2 separate regions of the Rattus norvegicus genome follow, and region 1 is linked to region 2. A link is a contact called in public Hi-C data. All regions are on one chromosome and are shown on one strand. The core of a region is the stretch at or near the end of the contact, and the rest is flanking DNA. Distances in the headings are between cores, read along the strand shown.

Region 1 (3,668 bases), core at 572-3,071, 89 kb after region 2:
TTCAGGTGAAGAATTAAGAATTACTTCTGTCAGATCACTGCCTAGGTGTGTGAGAGGCTGTCTTACCTGTTTTGGGCTTTTTTGTTGTTTGTTTGAGGCAGGGTCTCTTCACATATACACAGTCCTGTCCCGGAACTCGATCTGTAGCTCAGGATGACCTCGAACTCAAGAGACCTGCCCGATCTCTGCTTCCCCAGTGCTGGGATTAATGGTGTGCGCCACCACACCTGGCTAAGACAGTCTTGATTTCTTCTATGGTTTCCGCTTCAACCCCTGGCCTCAGTTTCCGAAGGCTTCCCTTGACTGACTGTACCCTGTAAGCTGACATATGTATTCTTCCTCAGACTGCTCTTGGTCATGGTATGTCTATACACAGCAAGAGAGAACTCACGAAGACTAAGAGGGTTGTGAATTGAATCTTGCATTGTTCTGAGGTCTTTGGGAACTTGAAGGGTTCGAGGTAGAGGGGCCGGGCACGTATAGGACACAGCTTGGAGACTCCAAAACACATGTGAAACCTGTGGCACCCTTAGGACCTTTGGAGATGTTAGAGGGAGTTAGAAAGGCAGGATTTGGCTTCAGTCACCAGTTAACCTGAAAAATCACTGCCTCTGAATCCCCCCTTTAGTGCACAGGCCAGGCTGGCCTTCTCTGTGGAGAGCACCCAGGCTTAGCTGTTCAAGGTGGAATATCAGAGACCTTGGTCCTGACTGAGAGTCAGGGCCTTCTTTCTGTGGATCAGCTTGAAGAGGTAGATGGCTGTCCCTCCTCCATATTTGGTTAGACCCCTCCCCTTCATTGATCATCCTGACACTACTGGGGAGCCAGGCACTGTGATGGAACACTGGGGTGGCCCTACCCTCAGTCCTTTCTCACCTACACCAGCAGAGGACCAAAAAAAGGCCTTGAATTTATGCCCCACTACCCAGAGTACACAGGGCATAGCCTCACCCCTTAGCATCCTCTCTCTCTCTCTCTCTCTCTCTCTCTCTCTCTCTCTCTCTCTGTCAGTCTGTCTGTAGGTCTGTCTGTCTCTGTCTCAGTCTTTCTCTTCTCATGTACTAGAGATTACCAATGGAGTTACATCCTCAGTTCCCCTCCACCCCTCCCTTTTTAAAATGCTTTTTATTCTGAGATAGGGTCTAAGTCGTCTAGGCTGATCTTGAATTTGCTTTATAGCCCAGGACAGCCTTGAACTTTCCATCTTCCTACCTTAGCCTCCTGAATTCCTGAGCTGACGGGCCTGTGTCACCAGGTCTGGCCTGGGCTTCTCTCTTGCCTGTGGTCCAGTCTTACCCGATCAGATCCTAGCTGTGCAAGGAGAACTCACCTGTCTCTAGGATACTGTGTCTGTGTCTGTGGTTCCTAACCTGTACCACATGCTACTGAGGAACCAGATGCTGTGATGGACCATGGAGGGGCCCTGCCCTAAGAGCTCCCTCAGTCTGCTGTGCTAAATGTCCTTAGCATCTTCCTCTTGCTTCAGCTGCAGCCTCTCTAGTGGGAACAGACTGTGATACCCCCTGAAGGAGTTGTGCTGTGTGGTGAGCTCATTTGTGAGAGCCTTGTTTCTCTAACCCCAGACTTACAACACCGGCTAACCTTGTGCCCCTCCACGCACATACCAGGAAGGCTTATGCCTGCTTATTGTTCAACTGTGGACCCCAGGGGCCCAGGCCTCTCCAACACCCAGAATTGAGTTGTCCCGTCCCTGGCTTTCCAAGAACAGGCTCCATCAAACACACACAGTTGTGAAACCACCCTGCTGGGCTCTCCAAGGGAGGAGGCCATTTGTGGGCTGAGTGAGCTGCTGCCGGCTGCCAAGGGTCAGGCCCTGGACCCGGGTGTACAGGGAGTCAGGGCTCCGGGCAGTCACCGCCCTGTGGCCTGGGGGTGGGGAGTCAGGCTCTCTTCTTGTTCTCCCGAATTTTTTTTCCCTTCACTCTAACTTTCTTCTCCAGGCAGAAACAGACCCACAGAGCTACAGACAGAAAAGGTTCTGGGGTTGGTGTACCAGTGCAGAAGAGGATGTTGGACAGCATTAGATCAAGTATGGGAGCCTGCAGATCACAGACCTTGTTCGGCTGCACAGGTTACTCAAAGCCTTGAACTCCTGGTTGAGGAGGAGGTCTTTGGGCTGACAAGTACAGGCCTTCTGTGACTGCTGTCACTTTGGACAGCAACATGGTTGCCAGAAAGAAGCAGGGCCCTCTCTTCCCTGACCATAGCTTAGCTGTACTCTAGGCAGGCCCTTGCTTTGGGGTTTTGACCTTGGCCTGTCCACGTGTCTTCTTGCTTTCCTTGCTCAGCCTTGGGCCTCCAGAATGGCCCTGTTCCCCAGGCCCATCAGCTTCAGGAAGTCTTCCTTACCTAGTTTAGACACTCCCATCCACGACTTTGCCCACACTCTCGGGCCCACTAGGAGCTCTGTGGTAGAACTTGAGTTCTAGCTCCTTTTAATGTGTCCCCCTCCATGAAAGACCAGCCTCCTCTCCTTTCTATGTGTTGTCCGTCAACAGATTAGAAGCTCCTTGAAGACAGGGAAGGTTCTCTCTTCAGACTAGGTTTCTTTGGGATTGTACGTCTTTCTTGGGGCTTCCTTCTGCACAGTGCAGGTACCCCAAACATTGTGCTAGAGAGGTAATCCGCACCACCACACAGGTATGCACGTAGATTCTCAGTCGGGGGTTTGGTCCTGATCTCCCCAGGCGCTCCTAGTCCTTTCCCAGTCAGTGATACCAGGTTTTCTGAGTGAGGTGGTTGGGGGAGAGGGAACGAGGAGTGAGGAGGAAGATTGGAACAGCAGGGGCAGTGTGACACCCCACCTGGGCTCCAAGCAGGGTCTTGAAGGCCAGCCCCCCCATCCCCAACTCCTTGAGCCTCTTCTGGGGTATGAGGGGGTCCATGTGGGAAAAGTAGCCTCTGAACTGAGACTAGACACTGGAGTGAGGTTGGTCACTCAGGCGGGTGTGTGACATTTGGTCCTGCCTGGGAGAGGGGAGGGAATGCAAGGAATATCCTGATTCAGCAATTGCCCCCTCCCAACTCAGATGGGACGTGGGGGAGGCTGACTGCTGAGAAGATACAGATGGTGATACCACCCCACCCCCACCCCACCCTGGCCATGCCCCTGGGCTGTTTGGAGAGGAGGGCTGGGGCAAGACAGCATTCGCAAACACCGAAGTGTCCGCAAAGATACTGGGGAGGCAGGGAAATGAGTGGTAGAGGGGGACACGAGGGAGTCGTTTGGCACTGTCAAAACTGAACAGCAGTAACATGCAAAGGAGCGTCCATCAAAGAAGAGGATTGCTCCTTCGTGAGGTAGTCGGGGACAGTGAGAGGATCTTCCATTCTGCAGGGGAGTGGCGCTGGGGCAGGAATGGTGGCATTTGGGGAAAAAGGGAGATGTGGTTCTTGCAAAGGTACACGGCTGGTTGGGCAGAGTCCCGGCATCTTTCCAGAACTCGGTTTCAAGCTTTATTAAGGAAGGGACAACTCATAACATCTCTTAATTGCCTGGCAGCCCCTCCACAGGGCTGGGCACACACAGGCACTCTGCCCGAGCTTAAGTTTGGGTCTGGACAGATTACTTTTAAGAGCAGTCTTGTCATATCAGGTACCCCCAAATTAAAGTCAGAGTCATAATCACAACTATTCACTGCCCAGCT
Region 2 (3,356 bases), core at 665-3,164:
ATTTTACAAATTCAGAGAGAACTCCAAGGCAAACCACAACACAGTACACAGACATACATGCACACAGAACACCCATACACATGAAAACTTCGTGATCCTAGCCCGGAAGAACAAAAGCAAGTTCCACTAAGATTATCTATTGTCATGATTGTCACCACTGCCCAGGTGTGCCCTGGGTCCCTGAGGAGCTAGGGGCTTTGCTGCTGCACCTGTACCCATGCTGACAGCTCTGAGGACTGGGAATGTATACATGTGGATATTGTTTTTGTTATCATGATTATTAATTGATATTTTGGTTCCCAATGTGGCCCTGGTTGTCTTGAAACTCACTCTGTAGACCAGGCTGGTCTCAAACTCAGAGAGATCCACCTGCTTCTGCCTCCCAAGTGCTAGGATTAAAGGCGAGAGTTACCACTGCCTGGCTTTTATTATTAACAGTGCTGGGGACCAACATTAGGTCTTCTGCCATTGAAGTACATTTATTTATTTTTGTGTGTGGGGTTGGGCTCTCCTGTGGAGGTCAGAGTCAGTTCCCTACTTTTCTATATAAGTTCTAAAGCTTGACCTCAAGTCATTAGGCTTGGTGTTGAGTACCATTCCCACAGAGCCATCCGGCCAGCCCTTGTGGACTAATCTTAATTTTACTCGATAATACACCACATGGTTCCTGAGTACAGGCACTAAAAGAAATGTAATAAAATTTCCTTCCTTTCTTTTTGCCAGGGGACATTATGTAACTGTTTAGCCTGTGTCCCTGTCCGGTCCAGATCCTTCTATTGCATGAGCAGCCTTGCTCTGCCCCAGGAGCTCAAAGGGCACAATCACAGGCCGGGTATCACAAGCCTGCATTTCCCCATGACCCTCGATGATCTGACTCTATTTTGAAGACTGGAATGCTATATCTAGACACCAAGTAACCCCCAGGCATCTCTATGTGTTTCCTTTGAGACAAAATTGTAAAATGGCTGTGTGGGGCTGGAGAGTTGACTCAGTTGTTCAAAGTCCTTGTTGCTCTTGCAGAGGACCTGACTCGAGTCTGAGCATCCCCGTGGTGGCTCATAACTGGCTACAGCCCTAGTTCCAGGGGATCAGACACGACACACTCTTCTGACTTCAGTGGGTACCAGACATACACATGGTCCACAGACATACATGCAGGCAAAACACTCATATGTACAAGGTAACAAAATAAAATAAATTAAAAAAATATAGGGGTTGGGGATTTAGCTCAGTGGTAGAGCACTTGCCTAGGAAGCTCAAGGCCCTGGGTTCGGTCCTCAGCTCTGAAAAAAAGAACCAAAAAAAAAAAAAAATATATATATATATATATATATATATATATATATATATATATATATACCAGCAGTGTGGCATGTCCACAGGCCTGGACACTGCCCCTTTTATGAAAACTTATCTTTGAGAGACCTTTCCCTATCAGCACCCCAGCCAGCCGGCCCGGCCTTTGTGCCAGTGCACTGTTTAAACAATATCTGGAAAGTAGTTTCCAGGTTTCAGCTCTGACAAACATGTCGTGCCAAGTGGCCTTGGACTGACGTCATTTCGTACCTGTGTGTACTTTATCTAAAGGGCCAGTTCCTAGAAATGCCACTGGGGTCAGCAAGTAAGTAAGGAGCCCAAGCAAATGAAAAAATTCAAAACCTCAGCCCTGCACCTGAACATGGGTGGTGCTCAAAGTCTGTGTCTAGTCTGTGTAGTCTCGGGGGCAGCCACATCTTCCACCCGACGAACACGTGCTCCTGAGCCTCCGGTCCTCTTTCTCTATCGCTGGGATGGCTGTACTTACCCTTGCAGGCCTGTGCCGAGTCACTGAGGCAACATTCATGGGCCCTGGGCTGGGGGGAAGTTCTGGGTGTTAGTTTCTGCCTCCCCTAGCCAGCCACGTGATAGGTGGCTTTGTGAGCTCAGATGCCTCTGTCCACAGGCGTCTGTATCAAGCTTGGTTTGCTCCCTTGTCCTGTCTGCTGCCCCGCCCCACAGGAGCTACAATGGAATATCATCTGTGGAAGGACTGATAAGCTCATGGGGAAATGCTTGGTGATGTTCAGCCTAAACCATGATTGCAATTTTACTTTAAATATATGCCAAAAATGGGGTTGGGGATTAGCTCAGTGGTAGAGCGCTTGCCTAGCAAGTGCAAGGCCCTGGGTTCGGTCCCCAGCTCCGGAAAAAAAAAATATATGCTAAAAGATAAAAACCAGCATATCAATGTGTTAATGATTGGGAGGTAGGATAATGAGTATTTTAATCCCCTTTGAAATGTTTTTCTATACTATCCAAATAATGCACAGTGAACATGATTGTTTTCATATATATATATATATATTTTTTTTTTTTTTTGGTTCTTTTTTCCGGAGCTGGGGACCGAACCCAGGGCCTTGCGCTTCCTAGGTAAGCGCTCTACCACTGAGCTAAATCCCCAGCCCCTCATATATATATATATTTTATATATAATATATATATAAATAATTTTATTCATTTTTGTGTGTGTCTGGGTGTTTGGGCAAGTATGTGCCATGGTTTAAGTGGAAGTCAGGGGATAACTTTAGAGTCAGTTCCCGCCTTGCACTTTAAAGAATTTACTTATTTTTATGTGTGTGAGTGTTTTGCCTTAATGTCTGTGCATCTTGTGAGCGGGCTATGTGATCCCTGGGACTAGAGTTCCAGGTGGTTGTGACCTGTGGATGCCAGGAATCAGACCCAGAGCAGCAGGTGCTCTCAACCGCTGAGCCATCTCTCCAGCCCACGTCCACTTTAAAGCGAGGTCTCTGTTGTTTCTGTTGCTGTGTTTGCTCTAGACTAGCCATCCCTTGAACTGAGCAGTCCTCTTTGCCTTTCATTTCACACAGGAATGCTGGGGTTCCAGGTGTGTGTCCCTGTATGCAGGTATCCAGCTCTGTTATGTGTTCCAGGTTCTGATAATCAGGCTTGCAAGAAGCTGGCCATTAATTTGCTATGTAGCTAAGGATGACTTCCAACTTGACCTGGTTTATGGGGTCCGAAGGACTGGACCCTAGACCTTGTAGAAGTTAAGCAAGTATTCTTCCCACAGGACTGAAAGCTACCCCTGCTTCCCTAACTTGTTTTCTTAGAGACAGAATCTTATGTGGTCCTCGGTGGCCTGAAACCCTGTATATAAATAAGCATGATCTTGAACTCCCGGTCCTTGTGCCTCCACTTCCTGAGTGTCAAGGCTACAGGTGTGTGCCAGCACATGTGATGGGGGGGGATTTGAACCCAGAGCATTGCATGCATTAGGTGAGAGCTACACCGACTGCTTTATGATTGTTTTCTTGCTCCATATTTTCAAACGCAGAATAAAAAGCATGGTGACTTGA

Evidence for each region. A called contact is a pair of places that touch in the nucleus more often than the background predicts.
Region 1: a contact with region 2 is called in a Hi-C map of liver, with 3 times the contacts expected there. The contact joins two enhancer-like sites. A contact is called at or near these places in 12 of 12 Hi-C or Micro-C datasets (the A7r5 cell line, the Rat2 cell line, Schwann cells and 7 more).

Annotation. Positions count from the first base shown.
Region 1 is chr9:22,429,345-22,433,012 of GRCr8, forward strand. No RefSeq gene overlaps it. Among named protein-coding and RNA genes, the nearest start is that of Vegfa, 22 kb to the right of the region's middle. Within about 2 kb of position 1,822, at least 6 of the 93 cell types and tissues checked have an H3K27ac peak or open chromatin away from gene starts, as enhancers often do. A contact at or near this core is called in hepatocytes and liver, where this site is marked.
Region 2 is chr9:22,340,712-22,344,067 of GRCr8, forward strand. All of the region lies in intron 2 of Rsph9 (radial spoke head component 9), which reads left to right. Among named protein-coding and RNA genes, the nearest start is that of Rsph9, 4.7 kb to the left of the region's middle. Within about 2 kb of position 1,915, at least 5 of the 93 cell types and tissues checked have an H3K27ac peak or open chromatin away from gene starts, as enhancers often do. A contact at or near this core is called in hepatocytes and liver, where this site is marked.